Regions from separate parts of the Callithrix jacchus genome. Here region 1 is linked to region 2. Evidence: chromatin contacts called from public Hi-C data. All regions are on one chromosome and are shown on one strand. Each heading gives the region's core, a stretch centred on a gene start, on an enhancer-like site or on the middle of the called end of the contact. The rest is flanking DNA. Distances are from core to core; before and after follow the strand shown.

What was found. A called contact is a pair of places that touch in the nucleus more often than the background predicts.
Region 1: a Hi-C map of skeletal muscle shows a contact between it and region 2, with 2.3 times the contacts expected there. The contact joins the promoter of AP3M1 here to the enhancer-like site in region 2. A contact is called at or near these places in 2 of 3 Hi-C or Micro-C datasets (induced pluripotent stem cells and skeletal muscle).

The regions. Positions count from the first base shown.
Region 1 is chr12:56,058,103-56,062,301 of calJac240_pri, reverse strand. It overlaps AP3M1 (adaptor related protein complex 3 subunit mu 1), which reads right to left and starts at 2,627. Exons shown (of 9, transcript XR_013524891.1): 1 at 2,570-2,627. ADK (adenosine kinase) reads left to right here and starts at 2,777. Exons shown (of 10, transcript XM_009009683.4): 1 at 2,777-2,896. The coding sequence starts at 2,832.
Region 2 is chr12:56,001,227-56,005,374 of calJac240_pri, reverse strand. The region is part of intron 2 of ADK (adenosine kinase); the gene reads left to right. Among named protein-coding and RNA genes, the nearest start is that of ADK, 56 kb to the left of the region's middle. Within about 2 kb of position 1,289, at least 1 of the 16 cell types and tissues checked has an H3K27ac peak or open chromatin away from gene starts, as enhancers often do. A contact at or near this core is called in skeletal muscle, where this site is marked.

The DNA.
Region 1 (4,199 bases), core at 1,378-3,877, 56 kb before region 2:
CTCTGTAAATAGCATGTGCTACTCAGGCATTGACACAGTACTGAGCTACTTAAAAATATTTAGTTTGCAAAGAATTCCAATAGAGTATGTGTATATGTATTTTTGTTTTTTTAAAGAACTAGGGTCTCATTTTGTTGCCCAGGCTGAAGCGCAGTGGACCAATCATAGCTCACTATAACTTGAACTCCTGGACTCAAGTGATCCTTCTGCCTCATTCTGCCTTTGCCTCCTGAGCAGCTAGGACTAAAAGCACGCACCACCAAGCCTGGCTACTGTTTAAATTTTTTGTAGAGATGGAGTCTCACTATGTTGCCCAGGCTGATCTCCAACTCCTGGCCTCAAGTGATTCTCTTGCCTCAGCTACCCAAAGTGCTAGGATTACAGGAAATGAGCCTCCACACTCTGCCTGCCAATAGTATATTATGTTAAATGGTAAGAAATAAAAATCATAAGATTGATTAAGAAAAATCTAACCTTAGGCCGGGCGCGGTGGCTCGTGCCTGTAATCCCAGCACTTTGGAAGGCCGAGGCAGGCGGGTCACCTGAGGTCAGGAGTTCAAGACCAGTCTGACCAACATGGAGAAACCCCGTTTCTATTAAACATACAAAAATTAGCCAGACATGGTGGCGCATGCCTGTAATCCCAGCTACTAGGGAGGCTGAGGCAGGAGAATCGCTTGAACGCAGGAGGTGGAGGTTGTGCTGAGCTGAGATTGCATCATTGCACTCCAGCCTGGGCAACAAGAACAAAACTCTGTCTCAAAAAAAAAAAAAAAAAGCAAAGCAAAGCAAAGCTAACCTTATTGCAAAGAGAGCTTTCCTAAAGATACGTAAGATTTTTGTTTTTTTTTTTTGGAGACAGAGTCTTGCTCTGTTACCCAGGCTAGAGTGCAAAGGTGCAGTCTCAGCTCACTGGAACTTCCACCTCCTGGGTTCAAGTGATTCTCCTGCCTCAGCCTCCCAAGTAGCTGGGACTACAGGGGCATGCTACCACACCCGACTAATTTTTGTATTTTTAGTAGAGACTGGGTTTCACTATGTTGGCCAGGCTGGTCTCAAACTCCTGACCTGTGATTTGCTCGCCTTGGCTTTCCCAAGTGCTGGGATTACAGGCATGAGCCACTGTGCCTGGCCAAGATACTTAAGTTTAAGATATTTCTTTAGATAACTCTTTTTTAACATAATTCACTCCACTTTTCCTATAGTGTCAATTGAAAGTGCACCTCTTTCTTTCCCAAATTAATCCTTTCACTTGTAACTTGATCCCACTCCTTCCCTTCTCTTCTGGGAGAGGAGACTTTTTCTTGAATCTTTAAATAGTTGCTTGCTTCCTGCCCCCAAATATATATCTTGTATTCTTTAAAACAAACCCCAAACTTTCCCGTCCCTTGCCACTCTCAATAATCTTGCTTCATGCCCCAAATGATGAAGGATTAGTCTATACTTGCAATCTTTCCTCAGTTACTATTAAAGCATCTCTCTCAAATGGCTCAATGACTTTCTAATAATAAAATCCAACGACGATTCTGATTTCAGCTTCCTCCTTTGACCATTTCAGCATTTTATGTCATTGATAGCTTTCTCTTAAACCAAAGAACTTCTTACCCTTTTATATGAAACTTCATTTGTTTTGGTTTTCACCTTGAAAGCTTTTCGGGCTTAATTCTGACGCTTAAAATTTTTAAAGAAAGTCTTCCTACAATCTCCATGTTAATCACTGTTTCAAATTCGATAAAACCCAAACTCCATAAAATTCCTTCTCGTGTCAGTGGCACCACACCTTCTTAATCACATAAGGCTGTAAGCTTCAGGTTCAAACAAATCTACCAAATTCAAACAGCCACATCGCCCCTCACTTTTCCATACTCACTGCCACCTGCTCAGCTTAGAACCCCGTTATCTCTCTCCTGAAGAACTGCAACACCCTTTTCACTGCATTCCTCACCCCAGGCTCTTCCAGGCACCGCCCGCCAACAGGACGTCTGTCTGCTCAGGTCCGTTTGGGGTTTTGTTCTCCAAAGCAGAAACTTGGGACTGAGATTCCTGCTGTTTGTACTCCAGCCCCAGTAAGCTTGACCTCTGAGGCTTGGGGGCCTGAGAACACTGGGCTGCAGGTGCACCGCTCCCTTCCGGCCTTGCTGGCAAGAAAGTCCGGAAGGCCGGGAGTCGAGGGGAAACGAGGCCCTGGCCCACACCAGCAGGGACGCTCCTAGAGCGCAGACCGGATTCGGTGGCCCCAGCTACTCAATCTACTCCCGGGTTTTAGAGCTACCCCCAGTCCACGGATTTCCCGCCCCTCACACTCACCCCGACACCAGTGCCAGTCAGTGATTCGGCGCCGGGTCCTCTACAGACCCAAGCTGAGGAAGCAGAGAAGGCCGCGAGGACCCGCAGCTGTAGTGGCCAGGTGATCGCCTGATTCACAGCTTCAAAGACACCGAGTCTGTCTACCATATTAGAAAGATTAAATATGCAGGAAGACCTTAACTGAGAGGAAAGACGCCTCTTGAGGCTTAGCATCTAAATCTTCTACATCATCCAGGGTCTAGAAAAATAGCAGGTTTCTCACCATCTAGATTCAGGCGCTCTTCTGCGGCCTAACTCAGTCTGGGGTCCCCTACGGTGGCGGAGGCGGGGTCAGGAGTGGGCGGGGCATTCGCTGTCGGGGCCGAGAAATAGAGCCAATGGTTGTGGATGAAAGTCGCACAGAATGGGCGGATCCTGGAGGGGCGGGATTTGGAGAAGAGAAGGTGGTGAGGCGAAGAGGGGGCGGGTCGAAGGGTGGATTGCGGAGGTGGGCGGTACAGCAAAACTAAGGTGGGAGTGCGAAGATGGCAGCTGCTGAAGGGGAGCCGAAGCCCAAAAAGCTGAAGGTAGAGGCGCCGCAAGCGCTGAGGTGAGCGCTGCCCGACTTGGGGAGGAGGGTGACGGCGCCTGCAGCAAGCAAGCCAGGGCCCACGTGGGGTTGCGCGCCCCGGCGCTGGGTGGTGTCTCGCTGCCAGCTTGGGGCCAGCACGCAGGACCTGCCGCTCGGGGAGCTGCCCGCATGGCCACCACCCCTTGCCTGACGTTCTCTCAGTTTGGCCGTGTCGTCGCCTGTCTGGTGCAGCTCCGGCTCCCGTAGTCCTTGGCCACTAGTGGTAGGCAGGGGGGCCGAGCCGGCTCCCCGCGCCACTTGCGAGCTAGCGCCGGTTAGGCTGTTGCGACGCTGGAGGTTCGGACCGGAGCAGCGTCTGTACACGACTACCTTCTCTTCCCTGGGGGTTGACGAGGAGGAGGCCCGGCAACTGCTCTACTCTGGGGCAAAGACAGAATTTTTTTCAGAAAGTGTTGCGGAAGGGCACGGTGACCTTCCTTTTCGTACACTATTCAGAAATCCCGCACGTTTGAGGACCCTCTACCAGGGATCCAGACCCCTCTGAGGCTTTGCAGGGGCAGCATTTGGATGAATGGATAGGAAAGGTTGATTTTTCTTTTTTATTTGCACTTTTTGGCAGCAGCAGAGACAGTGCTGCCCCTGACACCTGCCTCACATGTGATTGATGTTGCACCTTTTAAAGACTCATTTGTTAAAATATCCCTTCCTAATAAGTATAAAGTGAAGCAGGCAGTCTTTGATGATTTGGAAATGTTTGTTGAAAGGCAACGATTTTTTTCCATCTTGAAATAGACGTATCAAACTGATTTAAAACTATTGGGACACTCCTGATTATACAAGACATACCCCATTTCTTCCAGTATCACTCTTCTTCACCTCTGAAAGAATGAATCATTCACAATTGAAAAGGACACTTAGGGGCCTGGTGGTGTGTGTGTTCATGCTCCTTTGAATGGAGGGTGAACAAATCCCTGCCAGTGCCTTTAATGTATTCCTACTACCCTCAAAGGGTTGTTGTGCCTGCCTTATACCAAGAACATAAACTTTAAAGTAAAAACCCTCAGGATATTCTATTTTTTTTTTAATATTCAAACTATATGCAGAATGAAGAGCAAGGGCTTTTGAATCAGACCTACTGAGTTCAAAGCATGTCCTTTCCCTATTCTGCCCTAGAGTATTTCCTTACAAGGCACTTCCTTCATAAAACTGGAAGACAGATGCAACTTTTCCCTACCATCCTACTAAACATATAACACTTAGATTTCCTTAGATTTTTCCTTCATAAAAATAATTACATATAATGCTCATTCATTTTCACTGT
Region 2 (4,148 bases), core at 40-2,539:
CATGTGTGCTGAGTGCTCTTTCCTCCAGAGTGTCACCTGTTTTATTCAGGTATGACAAGAATGACCCAATTTGTATGATCACGCTGGACACATGTATGACCAGTGTTGTTACTTTGGTGAACGTGGCTCCGGATGTCTGTTAGGTATACATAACCTGAAGATAAATGTTTATGGGCTAATACTATGTGTAGTCTTTGGTAGTTTGCTGTTTTTCACTCAACATTATGTTTTGGATCACTGTTGTTAAAATCTCAGGCAAATGTGATCAGTGATTATGACCCAGCAGCTGTGTGATGATGTTACAGGATCCTTAGGGTGTCACTTTTCCAGCCGGAAGCCTCTGTGGTTGGTGAAGCCTTTGCCTGAGGTTTGCTTGTGCCTGCTGGGCTTGTTCTGCCCACTTGGCCTGGCAGGCTGTGTTTGGCTTGTGCTTGGATTCCATACCTGTCAAGGGCGAGCCAGGCACAGAGTGGCAAAGGGTGTGTGAGCAAATGAGCATGAGGTCCAGCTACTGTCTACAGCCAGGCATTCTGGCTGCTGCAGTGGGTTGGGCATCTCCAGGTGCTGGCACACATGCTTGCTTCATGTAAGCCTGTGGCTGGATCCGATGCATCTTAAGTGGCTTCCACTGTGGGAACCTGCATCTGGACGAGGGGAATACAATGGTGCCTGGAAGCTTGGAGATGGCAGAAACCACAGAGCCCCAAAGAGAGTGTCACAGACCTGGCGTGGGGACCCCCTAGGTCTGGGCTCCCAGAAGGTCTTCAGCTCTTCTTTCCTTGTTGCCTGCAAGGTGCTGAGTAGGGTGAAGCATATTTTAGCCCTATTTGTGTTACAGCTGTTTTAGTCTTGCCACTTGGTGGGTCTTAACTTCTTATCTACATCTAGGAACAGTGAGGTATGGAGACAACTGGAGAGTGAGCAAGGTGGAGAGGAGCTTCATTGAGTAACAGAACAGCTCTCAGGAGACCCCAAGTGGGCAGCTTCTTTCCCCAGGCAGGTTATCCTGACAAGTGTCCAACTCACTCCTTTCTGCAGTTGGTAGTCCTGAGTCTCTATGAGTCTGACTGAGTCCAGGGTTTTTATGGGTTTCACAAGGGAGAAGTGTGTACTGATTGGTCCATGGGTGGCTGTGGGTAGGTCTGGAAAAAGCAATGTGAGTTCTCACTCCCTTCACTGGACCCCATGCTTCAGGCTGTCCCTGGCTTGAAGGTAGGGCTTCATCTGAACCCTCCCCTTTTTTCCCAGGAGCCTGTCTGCCTCCTGCCACAATCAAGCATGCTGTCCATGGTGTGCAGGCTGTTGGTGCTGAGGGGTACCTGCTGGTCCTGGTGAGCTGCCCTCACCTTAGCTTCTCTTCCATGCTTCTTAGCACCTAAAGCCCAGAAGGGGCTGAGGTGGCAGGGGACTGGTATGTCAGTGCTGCCCCGAGCACGTGCACATACACATGCACACCTACTGGATCGTGACAGTGCCTGGACTTGGCCACACCTTTGCTTCACCCCAGAGCTGGTGCTGGGATCAAGGAGAGGCCAGGCAATGGGAGCAGGCACTTCTGAGCCTGCAGGGGCAAGGGGGACTCCCTGGGCCCCAGAAAGCACAGGGATACCTGGGTCCATAGCCATGGCTGGGTGGCTGCAGCTGTACCCAGGAGGGTGGGGCTCTGGCTCTGCCAACTTGGAAGTAGGTGTGGCTCCCACCTGTTCCCAGCTCCCATGGACTATGTGGAGCATGCAGCCCTGGCTGCACTTCCCCTATTGCAGCCAGTGTCTTTGCAGCAGCTGCTCTAGACAGCTCACTGCTGCCACCAGTGACACTACTGAGAGCTTGAGTAACCTCTTTGTTTTAAATGTTTTACTAGCAGCTGATCTTATGTGGCTAGCTGAAGTTTTATTTTATATTTGGAAGGTTTTAGTCTTTAATCTTGATTTTCAAATAAGTACCTGAAAATGAAAAACAAGTCTTTGGACTCTAACAATAAAAGATAGAGTCTTCTCTATTGTTATCTCTGACCATTTCTTCTAAATATATTTAAAACTGTTCTTTATGATATAAACAGATTATGTTTAGCTTACATTTTGGGCCACCATTAGATAAGTATTTAGACAAGTTTATATATATATTATTTCTGAGATGGAGTCTTGCTCTGTCACCCAGGCTGGAGTACAGCAGTGCAATCTCAGCTCACTGCAACCTCCACCTCCCAGGTTCAAGTGATCCTCATGCTTCAGCCTCCCGAGTAACTGGGATTACAAGCATGTGCCACCATACCTGGCCAATTTTTGTATTAGACCAGATTGGTCTTGATCTTCTGACCCCTGGTGATCTGCCCACCTTGGCCTCCCAAAGTGCTGGGATTACAGGCATGAGCCACTGCACCCAGTGTAGGTAAGTAGTGTATTGCTGTGGTTTGAATGAAGGTATCCTCTCCAAAATTCATGTTGAAACTTATACTTAGTGCAGTAAGAAGTGTGACTCAGGAGTTGACTACAAGCTGCTTAAAGGCAAAACAGTTATTTGACATTGTATTCCCAGTAACCATAAAGCATGTGCTTCAAAAAGTACGTGTTGAGCTGTGAAATGAACTGTTTAAAAAGAATCCATGTTTAGGTATCCTGAGTAGTGCCATTTCCTTCAACATTCAAAGTTATGTTTGAACATCAAAGAACCCAAAGAACAGCATCATATATCTGGGCAAAATGAAGGAAAGTAGTCTATGTTCATTTAGGATCCATAATTTAGGTTTTTTTTTGAGGAAGCCCCAGAGCAACTCAGGACCAGTCACTTAATATGTGAAATGACTTAGAGATTCAAATAGCAATTTACTTGTATTCTAAGAATTTAGAATTCTGAAAGAGAGAAGCAGAATAACTAGATTTTCTTTTAATGTGGGTTACACATTAAAGGTAGTCAAGTAAGAGAAAATATTCAAACTTAAGTAGCATTTCTGAACACCACCAATAATCGAGAATGTTATAGAAAAACATACCATATACACAATAGATTATTTGAAAGATACCTTTTTAAAAAAATAAACACATAAGGAGAAATGTAAAATTTTACAATAAACCTAAGCTGTACTTATCATAAATGCTAATTATATATGGCTATTAACATTTAATTAAAATGAAACAAAATGTTGAAATTCATCAGTTGCACTAGCCACACCTCAAATGACCAAAGCCAAATGTGACTAGTGGTTACCATGTTGGATAGCACAGATATACAACATTTCCATAATCATGGAACATTCTAGTGGACAGCACACACTGCTACAAAGATACTAATTGATCCCAGATTTGATTTGTACTTTATTGACTTCTACATGTTTAAACTTTTTCTAAAAAGCATTTAATTTAGCAAATGATCACTAATATGAGATATTTAAGTTTTTTTAAAAAACCAACCTAACCATTTTGTAACCCATATTAAATGTATTTAAATTTTATGTATTCTGAAAAGATCACCCTGGCAAATAGGGCAAAACTCTGTCTCTACTAAAAATACAAAACTTAGCTAGATGTAGTGGTGCTCTCCCATAATCCCAGCTATTCAGGAGGCTGAGGCACACCTGTAATCCCAGCTATTCAGGAGGCTGAGGCAGAAGAATCACTTGAACCCAGAAGGCAGAAGTTGTAGTAAGCCAAGATCATGCCACTGTACTCCAGCCTGGGCAACAGAGTGAGACTGTCTCAAAGAGAGAGAGGAAAAAAAAGAGAACCACAATATGTAGGGACTTGGCCAGACACGGTGGCTCACACCTGTAATTCCAGCATTTTGGGAGGCTGAGACAGGAGGATCGCTTGAGTCCAGGAGGCATATGCTGCAGTAGGCCAAGATCACGCCACAGCACTCCACCCTGGGTGAAAGAGAGAGACTGTCTCAAAGAGAAAAAAAATAAAGAAATCAGATAGGGAATTGCCCTACCAGATATCAAGCCTTACTGTAAAACTATAACAATAAAAATGGACTGTTTTAATTAGTTCAGGGATAGAAAAACAGACCAACTGAAAAGAACTGAAAACTTATCACCAAGCTATAGATAAATAAAAATTGGCACTAAGTCACTGGATAAAATTTAGACTATTCAAAATATAGTGATACAGACCAGGCACAGTGTCTCACACCTATAATCCCAGCACTTTGGG